Regions from separate parts of the Mus musculus genome. Here all the other regions are linked to region 2. The links are chromatin contacts, called in public HiChIP or PLAC-seq and promoter capture Hi-C maps. All regions are on one chromosome and are shown on one strand. The core of a region is the stretch at or near the end of the contact, and the rest is flanking DNA. Distances in the headings are between cores, read along the strand shown.

Region 1 (2,700 bases), core at 42-2,541, 690 kb before region 2:
TTTTTGGTATTTGTGTAATCCCAGTAGAGATTTATTGTGATTTGCCTCTTTCTCCTAAAGGTCACATGCTAAAACTTTCAGCTCCCCTTGACCCTGCTCTCCAGGCCCCTGCTGACACAGTACCACTGCGGCAAGTGAGAGGCTTGGGACACTTAGCACCCGTTTCTTAAGCTTCTGAAATGAAGGAGATGTATACTCCAAAAGCTGGTGTCCAATTAAACCATCAGCAAAAGCAGTTTACCATATTAGAGATGATTTTAAATTACTCTAACACTGCGGCATTAACTACACAAAACATCCACCAGTATAATTTTTTTTTTCATTTCTGGAAAGTATTGGCATGATCCCACAGCTTTAAAATGGAGCAGTGGGAGTCTTTCCCCTACCTTGTCCCCTAGTTTCCCATGTGCCCCGCAGAATCATGTACTGATAATTATGTCTGTTCCCTAAATATTTGTTTAAGGTTTTAGTGCTCTTGGCCCTAGTTTCCGAGTGCATGCCCAGTGTTAGAAAGCAAATGTTTCCTTATTGGTGAAACTGTTATTCTAGCTTGATCTCACCACCCCTCCAACCCCTTACTTTTTGCCCTCCTTTAGGATACTTCTAGTTCAAGGGCATACAAGAAACTCCTGTGAGAAAGCCGGAGACAAGGGCTGGCAATCATTGACCTGCTTTTGGTGTGGGTTTTTTAATGATTTGTGTGATGGACCTAGATAGTAAGTGAACTTGGCTGGCTGTATATTTGTGGCCCAAGTTCTGAGTGCTTAGAAATCAAACAAACTGCTCAGTCAGTGTGGACTTTCCCCTGGACAGAGCTCTTAGTATGTGACCTTACAAACACACACACACACACACACACACACACACACACACACACAAGATGGATGTGAGCACACCACATCTCTGGTGGCTGAGCTGGTGGGGATTAACAGGGCCATTACAGGCTCTTGGCATAGGCCCCTTCGTGCTGGTTTGATAAAATACAATTTGATTTCTTAAACACACACGTTTCAGGGTTTTCATTTACTTCTACTTACTCTTAAAAGGCATTTATATTAGCTTATTTGAAAACATCTGGAATATGACACTTCTACCTGTATGCCATTGGGATCTCCGTCATTTCTAAGTCCTTAGAGAGCTAATACCCAGAAACTATCAAATTTGAAAGTTTATTTCAGTAAGGTTTATTTAATCCTTCCAAAGGAGGCATAGGAAGACTAAACTGTAAGGCTGTCAAAAGCGCTTCAAAAATACTGGTCCCGAGCCTCACTCTGGGCCTATGTCTTCCTCAAAATTACCACTAGAGGGAGACCGGAGACAGGTCCTAACTCCATCAGGCTTGGCAATGCGCCTCTGTGTGGAGCCATTGCAACACAACTCCCCACCCCCACTAGGGGTTTTTCTGGTTAATTTTTTAGAGCACCAAGAACTGTCTTTTAAAATTGTTACTGCTTCTATTTTGCTCTGGTGTTGGCTATGCTGAGAACATTCAGTGGACCGTAACCCAGTGGGTGTTTTCAGGTAGCGGAAAGACCGATTTTGCACCTCAGCTTCAGAGCCTAAATAAGAAGCGCTTCACATTGGTGGCCTGGGACCCTCGAGGATATGGATATTCCAGACCCCCAGATCGAGATTTTCCACGGGATTTTTTTGAAAGGGATGCAAAGGATGCTGTTGACTTGATGAAGGTGAGACCCAGAGAAGTGCTGGAGTGGGGAGAGATGACTGGGCCCATCTTTATTTGTTCTAATTCCTGGTGTTCTTTCTTTTTACAAAGGCAATACCAAGTGAGTCTAATATAAGGAAGAGCTAAAGGACCAAGTAAAAACAGAGCCCAGCTATCTAATGATGCTACTGCCAAGACACCAAGGCTCTGCCTTTCCCACCAGTCTCCTGGCATAAGTGCAGTTTTAGTTTTGTTTTGTGTTACTTTGGTTTGAGACAGATTTTCATTGTATAGTCTTAATGGGCCTTGAGATCTCAACCCTTCTGCTTCAGGCTCTGACATACTAGGATTGCAGGCCTACAACACCACACCACACATAGCAAAATACACAGCTTTATACAGATGAAAATGGAGTCCTAAACCAGAGGTTCAACTCCATGGCTTCCACCCAAAAAAAGCAACAAGAAATGCTGGTGAAGAGACAGGAAAGTGTTCTAAAACCAAAACTGCCATTTGGAGAAGATGGAAAGTAAGCCCTTCGGACCATCTTCAGGGTACTGACATGAGCTTTAGGTTTAGGGAGAGCAAGAACTGGAGAGGTAGCAAGAAGTCTACAGAATTAAGCTGTCCTGGTCAAGGTGTGGTCTGGTGTTATCTCAGTTCTGGTTCTGCAGGGAAGCCTGAGGAAGTCATGACTGTTGATGCTCAGGAGTCATCTCACAGGGTGACTTGTCTGTAAGGCTCTGCCATTCCTGCAATCCAAGCTGACTTCAGGCTTAGAACCATGTCTGGAACAGGACATTAAGAAAGGCAACGGTAAGGTGCCACCGCTGCTTGTATGCTCGTGCCTTCAGCCTTGATGGGATTATCCTAGCAGGGTTACCATTGTTGTGATGAAACACCATGACCAAAGCAACATGGGAAGGAGTTTATTTGGCTTACACTTCTATGTCACAGTTCATCATCAAAAGAAGTACTAAAGGACAGGTACTAAAGCAGTGCAGAAATCTAGAAGCAGAAACTGGTGCAGAGGC
Region 2 (2,743 bases), core at 107-2,606:
AGGCAACTTGCTCAGTCTGAGTATCATGTCTTATCAACCAATAGCAGAACGGGGCCCGTGCTGCTACAGCAAAGAGGCATACTGCTCCATACCACATGGAGAAGAACCTATACTACACAAATGCCCCACTCTTAGATAGCTTAGTTTTAGTCTCATCACCCAGAAGGAAAATACAACGGCTTTTCCCAAAATTATCCCTTACCAGATGGATGCCTAACAACCATCAGAAGCTCGATCAAATGGAGGCAAACATGCTCATGTCTGGCTATTATGATTGCAGCGCAGGACATAGCTGCTGGGCTGGACATTTTACAGTGGGCATCAGACTGAAAAGAGAAATAGCCCAGGAAAGAACATGGCAATTAGTAAGCCTTCCTGTGAATATAACCAGCTCACCAAGCAGACTCAGGGGACAGAGACTAAGAGATTCGAGGGCAAGACCCCTCAGTAGGAGTGTCAAGATTAAAATGTTGTTAGTCATTGTGGTATTGGGTGGCTTCCAGGAATGTATCCAACAGCTATTTAAAGAGCACTTTAAAGAATTGAGTCATGGTGTAGCATATCCACTGCTAATGGAGGCTGAGGCAGGAAGATTGGAAGTTAGAGGCTAGCCTGGGCTGCATAGGAAGACTCTGTCTCAAAAACAAAAACAAAAACACAGCAAACAAACAAAGAAGAACATTTCATAGAAATTTGAAATCCCTTGAAATTGAGTAGCTCACACATGAAAGAAATTACTAGGTTTCTTGCCCCAGTTAGAGGGCTTTTGTAGAGTTTCCCCATATTCAATAGTTTTAAGACAACACCACACTGAAGTTGTGAGCTCTGAAATATTTTCTCTTTTTTTTTCTATTTATTTATTTATTGAGGAATAAAGTTCTATCATTTTATATCCTTATAAAATTTTGAAATTAAAAAGCTTTTCTAAAACCTGAAAGTTATTCTGATCAACCATACTATACCACATGCAAAATGGAGTCAGAGCTTTCTGTCTCCTCTGTAGCTAAGATCACTAATGAGTTATTGTATGAAAAGGCAATAAAATCATGCTGTCTGGAGAGTGCCAATACTTTCAGACTAGTGTATCACGTAAACTCTTTAGTAACAACCTACACACAAAAATTTAATCTGTAATAATCAAAGGCCCAAGTGAGCAACGACAGTCCAGGAAAACTTCATGGGAGGATTGCATTTCAGTTGTCAGGAGATCAGACGCTGGCAGCAGGACTGCATCCATCAGTCAGTCCAAGTCGGCAGTTATACATGACCACCACCTGATTGGCCCAATCTCTGTCCTGATTGGTTAGAGCCTGCCCTAGCAGTTGGCCAATGTTTTGCATATTTTCTGTGTCAGTTAGAACAAACAATATTCGCAAAAGCACCAGAAGGAAGAGTCTTGGCTCATACATCAAAAGGTGAGGGGACTGGCTTGAATCCAGCTGGGGCAGATGTGGGAGGTACAGCTCTTTAAACTCGAGTAAAACCAATTGTGAAGGGAGTTGAATGTTAGAGGAAAGGAATTTGTCCATTATCCTGCAAGCAGGGGAGACTAATGAGCCCTATCGGTGACATAATATCAACATTTTTATTGTAATTTAGGAATCACAAACTAGCAGGAAGGAGGAAGATGCCTTAAAGGGCTATGACATATGCACTAGGAAAATAGAAATTGGGGCTTGTTCTCTCTATTGGTTGCTTTTCACTGCTGTGTCAAAAGCAACCTAAGGAGGAGGAAAGGGTTTATTTTGATTGACTGTTTGACTCACATTTAATCCTGACAGCAAGTTGGCAGAAGCACGGAGTCATGTTGTTTCTGTAGTCAGAAAGCCGAGCAAGATAAGGACTGCGTTCATCTGCCTTTCCCTATTTCTCCTTTCTACTAGGTCTGAGACTCACGCCCATGGGCATGGTAAGGCCATGTTCAAGATGGTTTGTCTTTCCTCAGTTAAATCTTTCTGAAAATACTCCCACCAGACAACATGCCAAGAGCTGTGTATCCTAAGGTTCCAAATCCTGTTAGTTGACAAGATTAACCATTACATGAGTCTCACCTCCTTAACTCAGGTCTGATACTGTTAGCTTATAGTACTGAAAGCATACTGAAGGCTTCTTGTCTCTGCTAGATTGCTCTGAACTCCTCTTTTCTGCCACTGCAGCAGTAGGTGGTTATAGCCAAGTGTCTTCATGCTGGGTACCTGAGGATGTCTGTTCTCTCTCTCTCCCCCCCCCCTCTCTCTCTCTCTCCCTCCCTCCCTCCCTCCCCCTCTCTCTCTCCCTCTTTCCTCTCTCTCTCTCCCTCTCTCCCTCCCTCTCTCTCTCTCTCCCTCTCTCTCTCCCTCTCCCCCCCCTCTCTCTGACTACTCCAATGCAGAGGCAGTAAACTTGACATATAGAACTGTTGATACCCAGAGTGACTATCAGCCACAGAGACTAGGAAGGAGGACTTAGATAAATGCTTTCTTCATCCCATGGTGCTGGAATTTATTTCAGAGGGCTCCCCAGAGTTCCTATAGTATCTAGCATTTCTGTCCTCTAGACTTGGAGTGGAATGTGTTGGTCCCAGATTGACACTTCTAGATTGCAGTAGAATGTTGAAGTTGTGGGACCTAATGGGGACTGTGAGACACTGGTGCCCTTCTCTTTCTCTCTGCTTCCTGGCTGTCCTGTCATAGCTTCCTCTGCTATGCACTCCTGCTATGACATACTGCTTCACTACAGCCTCCAAACAGTGAGGTCAATTGAC
Region 3 (2,700 bases), core at 197-2,696, 660 kb before region 2:
GTAGTACACATTGATCCTCTCCAGCTGCAAGTCACTGTCGCCATGGTAACTGCCAGTGGGGTCGATGCCATGCTCATCGCTTATCACCTCCCAAAACTGAAATGAAGACAATCCCACATCATGCTTAGAATCTCTCTGTCACCAGAAAGACAGCAGGGCAAGAGCCTAGTGGGCTGCGGGCCTCCATGTATTTGGGCAGCAGCTGCTGCTGCAGAGGGTCTTGGGAATGCGCAGTGCATCGGCCATATTATGACCACAGATGCAGGGCTGGGAGGAGCCTGGAGAAGGAAGTGGGCACAGCGGATCTCGCAGAACTGCAGAGGCAGCTGCTTTCTATCACTCCAGGCAAGGCTGAATGTTACACATACAGGCTGATGGATGGGAAAGGCAGAAGGGAAAATCAGGTGCCCCGCCCCCTGTGCCTCCAGGGATCAATGGCTGCTGGCACAGACTCCATGACAGCTTTCAACAGCCCAGTTTTATACCACTGACCTACATATTGGCTTCGGGTATTGACCCTGGCTAGGAATGTTCGGGGATGGGCAGTACAATCCTGAGAGGGCGTCTGGCAGCCCCGGGAAAAAGCTGGCCATCCTCAGGATGTAACCTCCATTGTGACTTGGCAGCAGGAAAGGGAGTGGGGAGGTTGGGTGGGCAATATGGCGGTGTTGAAAGAGACCATGTCCTTGTGCAGGCACCCGCCCACACCCATGTTAAATACCCATTGCTGTCTCCCCACTGCCGTCGGGTCTCACAGCCCCCATTCCAAGCAGTCTTGCAGAGAAAAAAGAGGACCATAATGTTTTATGTCACATCTAAACGAGCCCTTGTAAGAGAATTTGTCTAACACCCTCGTCTGTTGGCCCAAAGACACGCCTCTGTAACATCTGTCAACCCAATGACACTGCATTTTTTTCATTCAAATGACAGAAATATATATATATATATGAATTACATTTGACATGAGATTTTTTTCAATACATGTAGTGACCCCCCCAACCCAAATTTCAGACACGAAAAAAACCCAGACTAATGTCAGCTGCACCCCGCAGAAGGGCTGTGTCCCAAAGCAATGTAATGGACCTTAATTTAAGACACCCTTGTCGCACCAATCCTGGCAAGTTGGTCGGCTTTCAGGACCCGGCCCGCCCAGTAGCCAGCGGTGGAATGCGACACCAGCCGGGGCTCTTCTGGATCCCCTAGGCTCGGCCTGCTTCCGCGACACCCCCCCCTACCCCTCTCCCCACGCAACCTTGGGACCCTGACCGGATGGGACTACCTCATCCATTTCTTCCCTAGGGGTGAGCCCACCTTAGCGCCGATCTGGTTGCCACACTGGCCCGCCTGGATGTGCACGATCTCGCGCATGGTGCTGGTTGTAGAAGGGGTGGAGGCTCTTGCCCTCGGAGCAGTGCGTGGACAGAGGGCTAAGGAGCGCAAAAGACCAGTCGCCCTCCCCCAGCACCGCCTTTTATACCCGGGGACCGCCCAGTCCCGCTGACGTCATGGGGGCAGAGCCGAGGGGCGGCGCGGCTGGGACTGCGGCACCGCGAGAGGGAGCCGGGGCGCGGTGCGAGGTGCGGGGCACCCGCCTGTATCCAGCCTCCTAGGGTTATTACGCCCCCCCAGCCGGTCCTGCTGGTTTCCCCTCAGTGTCCACCTGAGGTGTTTGTCTACTGTCGAGACCTTTAGGTTACACTCTGGTTCTGCTCCCACACTGCTCATTTCCCACCACTCTGGGGACTACAGATGGGGCTCCTGCCTCCCCAGTAGCAGGACAGGTGTGGCCTCGCTCTTGGATATGAAGCCCAGAACTGAAAATGCATCTCTACTAGATGTCCTTTCTGAAAAAGGGTGCCTGCATCCTGGGCAGGACTTGAACTGCAGCCCGGTTCTCTCTTTCAAGTCTGCTTGGTAACTAAGGGCGAGTAGAAAGCCAGACGTGATACCGCTTGGGAGGAAAGAGGGGAGGATCAAGTGAGGGTCTGGACTGTTTCAAGGACGACAAGGATGCTATACAGGTCGATTGCTAGGTATAGAGGAGGAAGAGTGACGTTTTTCTGGTCTGGACTCTTGGGTCCTAAAAGCCTCTTAAAAGTCGAAATTTCTGCTCTCAGACACGTGTTGGAGCGAGAGAGCAAGGGAGGGAAGTGGAGGTAGCTAATATAGTGAGTGTGAGTTGAGATGCTGGTCTGAGAGAGACACTGGTTTTCATGGGCTGGGTAAGTTAGCCAAAGAACCTCACTGACAAAAGGTCACAGTGATCACGTTTTGGACACAGTGCTTAAAATATATTTGTTAAATGACTCACTTGTTTTCACTTTTAAAAATGTGATAACCAGGAAAATATAAAAACACGGTTGCAGCCCACATTCAGGGCTCACATTTCCTTCTCTCGGCTAGTACTGTCTGTCCCACAAAAGGCATCAACACTACCCAGATTCCTCCCCTCAGAAAAGCAAGGTTTAAAACCTGACCAGCTACAAATTGAGGAAGCCCGAGAACCTGCAGTTTTTCTATTAGCAGAAACCCTAGGCTTGGCGCTAGGACTGGTCCACCAGGAGTTACTCTTCGTTGGTCTGGCACAGTGGAGGGGTAAACAGGAGCTTCCACCAGTTCCTCTCGGGAGCCAGTTTCTTCAAATACTAAATAATTATAGGTGCCGTGGAGCTGGCTTTGTGAACAGGAAATGAGAAGGTG

What was found. Promoter capture Hi-C pulls out the DNA fragments that hold promoters and counts their contacts. HiChIP or PLAC-seq counts read pairs in DNA pulled down with a chosen protein or histone mark.
Region 1: a contact with region 2 is called in a promoter capture Hi-C map of liver, with 2.7 times the contacts expected there. The contact joins the enhancer-like site here to the promoter of Fam50b in region 2. A contact is called at or near these places in 7 of 39 promoter capture datasets (the 3T3-L1 cell line, the SN4741 cell line, cranial neural crest and 4 more), 2 of 484 Hi-C or Micro-C datasets (both in liver), 1 of 115 datasets of contacts at active chromatin or transcription factors (pancreatic cancer cells) and 1 of 9 other capture datasets (embryonic stem cells).
Region 3: a contact with region 2 is called in a FOXA1 HiChIP or PLAC-seq map of pancreatic cancer cells. The contact joins the promoter of Tubb2a here to the promoter of Fam50b in region 2. A contact is called at or near these places in 6 of 39 promoter capture datasets (the 3T3-L1 cell line, the SN4741 cell line, cranial neural crest and 3 more), 2 of 115 datasets of contacts at active chromatin or transcription factors (epiblast stem cells and pancreatic cancer cells) and 1 of 9 other capture datasets (pancreatic islet).

Annotation. Positions count from the first base shown.
Region 1 is chr13:34,045,265-34,047,964 of GRCm38.p6, forward strand. Bphl (biphenyl hydrolase-like (serine hydrolase, breast epithelial mucin-associated antigen)) reads left to right here. Exons shown (of 7, transcript NM_026512.1): 3 at 1,522-1,688. Among named protein-coding and RNA genes, the nearest start is that of Bphl, 9.0 kb to the left of the region's middle. Within about 2 kb of position 1,292, at least 16 of the 459 cell types and tissues checked have an H3K27ac peak or open chromatin away from gene starts, as enhancers often do. A contact at or near this core is called in liver and neural stem cells, where this site is marked.
Region 2 is chr13:34,733,494-34,736,236 of GRCm38.p6, forward strand. It overlaps Fam50b (family with sequence similarity 50, member B), which reads left to right and starts at 1,357. Exons shown (of 2, transcript NM_001382856.1): 1 at 1,357-1,415.
Region 3 is chr13:34,076,562-34,079,261 of GRCm38.p6, forward strand. Tubb2a (tubulin, beta 2A class IIA) reads right to left here and starts at 1,447. Exons shown (of 4, transcript NM_009450.2): 1 at 1,312-1,447; 2 at 1-96. The coding sequence starts at 1,368.